Regions from separate parts of the Mus musculus genome. Here region 2 is linked to region 1. A link is a contact called in public promoter capture Hi-C data. All regions are on one chromosome and are shown on one strand. Each heading gives the region's core, a stretch centred on a gene start, on an enhancer-like site or on the middle of the called end of the contact. The rest is flanking DNA. Distances are from core to core; before and after follow the strand shown.

Region 1 (3,551 bases), core at 126-2,625:
TCCCTGTTTGCTTCAATCCGACGACCTCCCCCTGCAATCGGGGTGGGGGGTCGCGAGCCTCTGCCCACAGACAAACTCGCACTTTTTCGCTGCGCGATTCAGAAACACGCTGGGTCTGATGCCATCCGGCGAATTATGTAACCAGGGACACCGCTCCCGGGCTAAACAAACGCGGCTGTGTCTGTGCAGCGGCGGCCCCGGGGGAGCGCACGGGGCAGGGAGGGGCTCCGGCCGGGCCTCGGGTCCGGCTTGTTTGCTCCGCCGAGCCGCGAAGAGAGTCCCGCGCCCGGCAGTGACCGCGGCCCTCCCCCCTCCCCCACCACCGCCCCCGCCTCGGGCCGGTGAACTTCGTCCCGAGTCCCCGCGCCGCCACCGCCGAGCTCCCGGGCATCCCGGTCCTGCGTGAAAACTCCGGTCCCGGTGGCGTTCCAGCTCGGGACCCCTCGTACCCTCCCCAGAGCCCCGGGGCAGGCGCGCAGCGGTGGTGGGTGGGGGAGGAGTGACCACTCCATCTCCGCGGCTCGGGTGGGGGCGGCGCGGGTGGCCTGGCGCGACGCGCGCCCTCCCGAGCCTCTGACTGCCCCCGGGGGGGGAGGGGTGGCCGGACGGGTGACAGCTGCGCGGATGACACCCTCCCGCCCGGCGCTGGCAGCCGGGGCCTCGCTCAGCCCCCACCGGGGTCCGAGAGCCCGACGGGTGCGCGAGGACCGACGGACCCCGGGTCCAGCCGGATCCTCCGCCCCCTCCCCGTTCGGGGGCGACACAAAGTTTTGGGAAGTTGCGCCCCTACCTTGCTTGGTGAGCACCAGGGCGTCTTCCCTCCGCGCCTGGGTGATGATGGAGCCGTGTTCCATCTAACAATCCCGCGGGCCCGGGCTGGCTGGGCGGGAGGACGCGCGGGCGGGCGCGCAGGCGGGCTGGGCTGGGGGGCCTGGGCGGGGGCCCGTCGGGCTCCGGCTCCCGAGACTCCGACTCCCGCAGCTGTTCACATCCCCCTCGCGTTTCCTCCCCGGGCCGGGAAGGGAGGCGGCCTGCACAGAGGGCGGGCGGGCCAGGCGGCGGCTTCCCCGGTGCCCCCAGCCCCGATCCCCCGGTGGCAGCTCCGGGCTCCTCAGTTTGGGTCCAACATGGAGAATCCGGAGCGAAAACAAGAGGAGGAAATGGGACACGGGGCGGTTTCCAGGCTCCCCCCTCCCCTCCGTACTCCAGATAAACAACCCGCGGCTGCAGCGCCCACCCCCGCGCTCCTCCCAGATCTTGGGCCGGCCTCTTCGCCGCCTGCCGGCGCGTTCCGCTCCAGGCCAGCGTCCTAGGCCCCGGGACCCTCCTCCGGCGAGCAGCGGGGGCCGCGGACCCTGCAGAGGTTTGCTATTTTCTTACGGAAAAAGCGAATCCCCGAGGGGGGTGGGGTGGCGGGCGGGCAGGCTGGCGGGGGAGACTTGAAACCGCTCCGGCACTCCGATTGGCCCGCTCGCAGAAAGGGGGCGTGGCCCCTCCTTACTATGCGGTGCAAGGACCCAACAACATTCCAGTCGCCACGGCCACGCCCCCGGGCCACTCCCCGCTTGCTGGGCTGCGGCCTCCTGGTCCTCTCGGCCACACCCCCTTCCCAACTACTTAAAAAGGCCACTCCAACGCTCCGCTTTCCGTGCTCGGTGCTGGGGTGTTTGTGTTTCCGACGCTTTACTCCAAGAAGGCTCAATGGTTCCGCCCTACGAAACCTGGGGAAAAATGGAGAAGCCAGATTGGGTTCGAGGCAGTTACGGTATTTCCTGCTTAGAGCCCAGTGCCTTATATAAGAATACCGCTGATATGTACCTGGGAAGGAGTGTGTAGGGGGCGGAACCGAGACTCCAGAGTGTGAGGAATGGAACTGACCTCTGGAAATGACACCTTATGTATTAAGGCCACCTTAGGTGCCAGCCCCTCCCACTCAGGCATCTACCCTATCCTCCCAGTCCAGCTCCCCCTCCCACCCCCAACTCCCATCTCATGGTTCCATCCTCAGTTTGAGGAGGATAGAGGTGCTTAGTGGACCCAGAAAGCTCTCCCTCATTTTTTAGGCCCAGGCTCAGGTTTGAACTCCCAAACTTAAGGTTTCTCAGGAAGGGTTTCTCCACTTGTCTGCTAGGAGTAGCAGCTCCAAAGAAGCAGTTTTAACTCTGTATCGGGTTGTTGTAAAAATTGTATGCTGTATATGCACCCCATTGCACCTGAAGGAGGTCTCTTCTATCCTTCCACAGTGGGCTCTGGGAATCAAACTCGGCTTTCCTGGGAAGCGCTCTTACTGGCTAAACCATCCCATTGACCCATTTCAAATGCTTTTTGGTGATGGATGAGTTACTATGATTCAAGGCCATAGTTCCTGGGGAATGGGGGGTGGGGGGCACCTGGTGGCTTTCCTACTGCAGTCCTCATAGCTAGACATTTGTGTCTCTTCATCTTGTCCAAGTAGGTCATAACCTACAAGGCACTATCATCATATGTATATATCCTATGTTCCTTACAAGTGCGAATGTTTCTACACACACACACACTGCTCTTTTTTCCCCTTTTTTCCCCCTTTTCTTTCTTCTTTTTTTTTTTTTTTTTTTTTTTTACATAACACCATTTTAATGAAAATGCTGTTTTTCTAAAATGAATGTGACTGTTAGAGAGGATCTGAATGATGCTTATGTAACCTCAAACCCTGAGTCTGGGTAGATTCTAATTCATTAAAGGAAAGGAAGCCGGGGGAGTTCTGACATATTTGCCTCCCACCTTTAAAACAATGGGATCTGTAAGGACTGTCTCAGCCGGTTGCTAAGGGACCTTGTTGGACTTTGACCCTGTGCTCCAGCTAGGCGGTTCCCTGCCAAGGCCTGCTCTCTTGTCCGTTGGATGACACTTCTCTCCTGTTCATTTCCTCTTCCATAGATAGTTTCTCCCCTGTAATATTTATAAAGTACTTCCATATATATTATTACCTGGCCTGTTTAATTTTTCATGTTATGGTTAGCAGAATAGATATGCTCATCTTCGAGAGGAAGAAACATGGTCTGGAAAGGGTTAATCGAGATTCATCTGAGGTCCCAGCTGATGAAGCAGCAGCAGCAGTGGGGAAACTGAGGCAGGCCTGTCATGATTTCGGGTCCTTCTACACACCTTCTCTAGGAACTCTCTGACGATTTAAAAGGCCCCTGGAGGCTAGGAATTGTGCTGTTCATTATTGGATCTCGTGTCTCGTGTATAACTAGACAGAATGAGAGGACCTTGTCTGTTTGTCCAGCACATGGTGACTCCGTGTCTCGGTGTCCTCTGTGCAGGGTACAGTGGCTCGTGCCCGAGACAACAGAGTTAAATGCATGTTGCATCTCACCCTTGGGTGTGCACACAGTCAGATACGTTCCCTTGCCTGTGCTCTCGTCTGCTTCTCTGGCTTTGGTGTCTTAAAGTCGGGCGTTGCCACACAGCTCATGGTACCCTGAACTACATCGATCCTCCTGCCTCAGCCCCCTGAGTCCTGGGATGACAGGTATGTCTTCATCATGGCTTCTACTTCCTTTTTCTTT
Region 2 (3,729 bases), core at 454-2,953, 690 kb before region 1:
CAGGCACACAGTAAGTTCCGGCTCCCCGGCTTCACGCCCCAAGCTTCCCCACCCCCTACCGCGGCACTAGCTGCCCTCCCTCTCTCCAGACCCCAGGACTTAGCGCCACCCTAAAGGGACCTGTGGGAGGGAGGGGGGCGCCCGGAGCAAAGGCAGTGTGGGCGAAGGATGTGCGTCACGGGGAGCGTGGGCAGGGGGGAGGGCGGGGGCACGAGGAAACCCGGGGCCAGCGGCTGGCAGCCCAGACTCCAAAATAACCGGACGGGGGAGTGGGGGAGGGGCGCCGCACACATTGAAGGAAAGGCCGTCTAGTCGCGCCCTCCTTAGTAGCAAAGGGTCGGGAGAAGGACCCTGCACCTTCCTACAATCCCTAGTATGTTTGGAAGACAAAAACCTGAGCTATTGAAATCGTTCCTCCTAAAGTACCCATCCCTCTTCGGGAAACCAAGAGATCCCCCTCCTCGTCAGTCTGGAATGAATCTGGAATGTAGAACCCGCCCCGACCCACACCACCCACGCCCTGCTGGGGCAAGCCACTCACAAGTGCTGAGCAGAGGGGCGGAGCCGAGGTTTCAAACTAGAGGGACGTTTCCTCTGGCCAGTCGGCCACGCTTTCCACCCCCACCCTCCCTTTCCCCAAAGGCCTACACAACCCCCGCGTGCCCAATACCCCCCCCCCAACCCTCCTAGCCGTGGGCGTGTAATGGGAACCAGATGGGACTAGAAGAAACCGAGGGGGTTGGGCTCCTTGAAGGCGGTCCTCCACGGTGGACAGTCACGTAGACTACTCTTAGCCTTTTGCTCAGCTTCCACTTCACTGTCCAGAGAGGTTCAATAACTCATGACCTCAGAGAAGGTACCTGCCTTTTCCTGGCTTTGCTATCTAGTCGTCCAAGCAGTAAGGCCTGGCCATCAGAAAAGAGGGTGCCACGAAAACATGGTAAACCCATCCGGGCTCTACCTAGCAACCCCGACGTGCCTAACCAACGCTCAAGTAAATAGTAGATTCTAGTATAACTTACGACCAAGGTTTGAGAGCCGCCTCTTCATATTACAACCTTTAGGCCAGAGAACGGTGTTAAGATACCGAAGGGATTCCTGCGCAGCCCCGCGCTAACAGGTTTACCCTAAGGATACATCCTAGGGGAGCCGAGCAGGAGGAACAGCACACCCCGACCCTTCGCTAACTTTTCCCCCATCACTTCTAACATTCAAACTAACGGCTCGGCGCGGCCAGAGTGCGGCCAACGGGCGTCCGCGTCGTTGTTTGGACGCGTGTGCACGTACGTGCGCGTGTCTTTGTATACTTGTGCGTGGTTGTGAAACTGCGCTCTCGGCTCACAGGAGTAGGAGTGGTGCAGGGAGTAGGAATGTAGCCGGCGGGGCGCTCACGTGGGTACGTGGGCGCAGAGAGGGCCGGCTGTGCATCCGGCGTGGGCGGCAAGGAGCGACCTGCCCCGCCCGTTGGGTCCCCAAGCTCCCCCTTCCACAGCTCGGCCTCGGTCACCTCGGTCCCCAACTCAGCGCCCGATTCCTGAGTCCCCGCTCCGCCTCCACACCTCCCCCCCCCCCCCTTCCCCCAAGTCTCCTCCTCTCAGTCTCCACAGCAGCCTCTCCAAGGCTCAGGCCTGGGCTCCCACCCACCGCCTCCGGTCCCAGCCCCCGGTTCTGCCCACGCCCTCCTCCCGCCAGCCCGGCAGCCAGCGCAGCGCCGGGCCTCGCTCCCTGTGCGTCCTGCGGGGGAGGAGGCGCGGAGAGGCGGCAAGCGCAGCCGGGGAGGTGGGGGCAGAGGCACAGACAGAGGCGCGGAGGCTCCGAGAGAGAAGACGTGGAGGGAGGGACGGAGCCTGGACAGCGGTGGACCCGGGCCGCGCGCGCCAGGCAAAGAGCAGCGCGCAGCAGGCGCCGGGCACCGAGAGGGGAGGCACTGGTGATCTCTGGCCGTCCATGCACAGAGCTCCCTCTCCCACAGCGGAACAGCCACCTGGCAGAGGGGATAACACACGCCGGACCCCGCAACCCAGATTCAAGTTAGTGGGCAAAAGGAGGTGGCAGGGAGTGGAGATGGGTGGAGTTGGACTCCGGAATGGGGTCTAAAGGGTGGAGGTCGAAAAGAGGACGTGGGGAAGCGGGACGGAGGTGGGAGGTGGAGACTGATGGAAAAGGGGGTGAGTATTCGAAATAGGGGATCCTGGAAGCAAACAAAGACCCGATGAACCTGGATACGATAGAGTACTGCCTCGTTTTCCACTCCAGGTTTACTCAGTGGGCATAACCTGGCACATGAGCCCCCTGCAAAGAATGTCCCCCCAGCCAGGGGAAGCTCCAGAGCTTGATCTGTCAACAGTGTGAGGGGTGGCGGCTCTTAGCTGTCTCAGTGTGTCATTAGCAGGCATCCGGGAGAAGGTGGTTCCTTTGAGTTAAGCATCTGCGGGCCTGAAGGGGGTGTGCTTCAGGCCTCCCTTGTCCGTGAAATGACCATTCACAGGGTGAGGAGGGGTGCAGCCCCTTCCTCAAGAGACCTTCAACCTCTCCCGCACTCCCTTGTCGAAGATAAGGGTGGAAAACAAGCGAGAGGAGAGTAGGCGGGAGCCCCCAGGCGGTTTTCGCCCACAGACGCTGCTACTGTGGGAGTGTGTGGGAAGAAGGGCCCCAGAGCAGAACAATCAAGGCTTCCCTCCCCCTTTCCCAGAAGAGAGGGGCCTGCTGAATAGTAGGAAGGATCAATCAAAGGAGAGGGGGTAACTGAAGGGAACTGGGCAGCCTTTGGAAAGTTGGGACAGAGTCTAGGAAGGGTGCTTTAATCCTTGGAAGCGAAGAACAGGAGCAAGGGTCTACCAGGTTCCCTAAATGCCAAGGAAGAGGCCACACCCCTCCCTCTCAGCTACCTGGCCAAGGAGTACAGCTGCCAGCAATAGCTCTTAGTATTCTAAGTTAACTTTAATATGGGATGTTACATTAAGTAATGTTGAGGCTGCTGAGTATTTAGGGGGAAGAGGTAAGGACTTAGTTGGGAGGGAAGTGGGTCCAGCCATTTCAGGGAAGTTATGAAAAGTCTCAGGGCTCAAGATGGTGCTGCCCAGACCAGAAAGATCAAAGTAAAAGACGAGGTAAGCGTTTTTCCTGATAGCTTAGGTCGGGCAACCGGCCTTCTGTGCTCCTGGGGATCGGAGGGCACTGTCCAGGAAAGAGGGCAGTTGTTAGTGTGGGTTGGTACCCCAGCAGGGCACTCATACTCACTGCCTCTCTCCTGCCCTTTCTCCTCAGGGCAAGTGCCCCAGCCATGGCACTGCCTCGGACACTGGGTGAGCTACAGCTGTATCGGGTCCTGCAACGCGCCAACCTCCTCTCTTACTACGAGACCTTCATCCAGCAGGGAGGAGATGATGTACAGCAGCTGTGTGAGGCTGGCGAGGAGGAGTTCCTGGAAATCATGGCACTCGTGGGCATGGCCACCAAACCACTCCATGTCCGACGTCTACAGAAGGCTCTGAGAGAATGGGCCACCAATCCAGGGCTCTTCAGCCAACCAGTGCCTGCTGTGCCCGTCTCCAGCATCCCACTTTTCAAGATCTCTGAGACAGCTGGTACCCGGAAAGGGAGCATGAGCAATGGGCACGGCAGCCCAGGAGAAAAGGCGGGCAGTGCTCGAAGCTTTAGCCCCAAGAGTCCCCTCGAACTTGGAGAGAAGTTGTCGCCACTCCCTGGAGGACCTGGGGCAGGGGATCC

The links. Promoter capture Hi-C pulls out the DNA fragments that hold promoters and counts their contacts.
Region 2: a contact with region 1 is called in a promoter capture Hi-C map of pre-B cells, with 2.0 times the contacts expected there. The contact joins the promoter of Nab2 here to the promoter of Ctdsp2 in region 1. A contact is called at or near these places in 3 of 39 promoter capture datasets (embryonic stem cells, erythroid cells and pre-B cells), 5 of 484 Hi-C or Micro-C datasets (embryonic stem cells, muscle stem cells, myocytes and 1 more) and 3 of 115 datasets of contacts at active chromatin or transcription factors (embryonic stem cells, memory CD8 T cells and pancreatic cancer cells).

What each region holds. Positions count from the first base shown.
Region 1 is chr10:126,976,541-126,980,091 of GRCm38.p6, reverse strand. It overlaps Ctdsp2 (CTD (carboxy-terminal domain, RNA polymerase II, polypeptide A) small phosphatase 2), which reads right to left and starts at 1,375. Exons shown (of 8, transcript NM_001113470.1): 1 at 791-1,375. The coding sequence starts at 854. Gm40798 (a long non-coding RNA gene) reads left to right here and starts at 2,572. Exons shown (of 2, transcript XR_872169.3): 1 at 2,572-3,514.
Region 2 is chr10:127,664,677-127,668,405 of GRCm38.p6, reverse strand. It overlaps Nab2 (Ngfi-A binding protein 2), which reads left to right and starts at 1,703. Exons shown (of 7, transcript NM_008668.2): 1 at 1,703-2,030; 2 at 3,268-3,729. The coding sequence starts at 1,948. It overlaps 1700012D01Rik (RIKEN cDNA 1700012D01 gene), which reads right to left and starts at 1,283. Exons shown (of 2, transcript NR_045171.1): 1 at 1,023-1,283.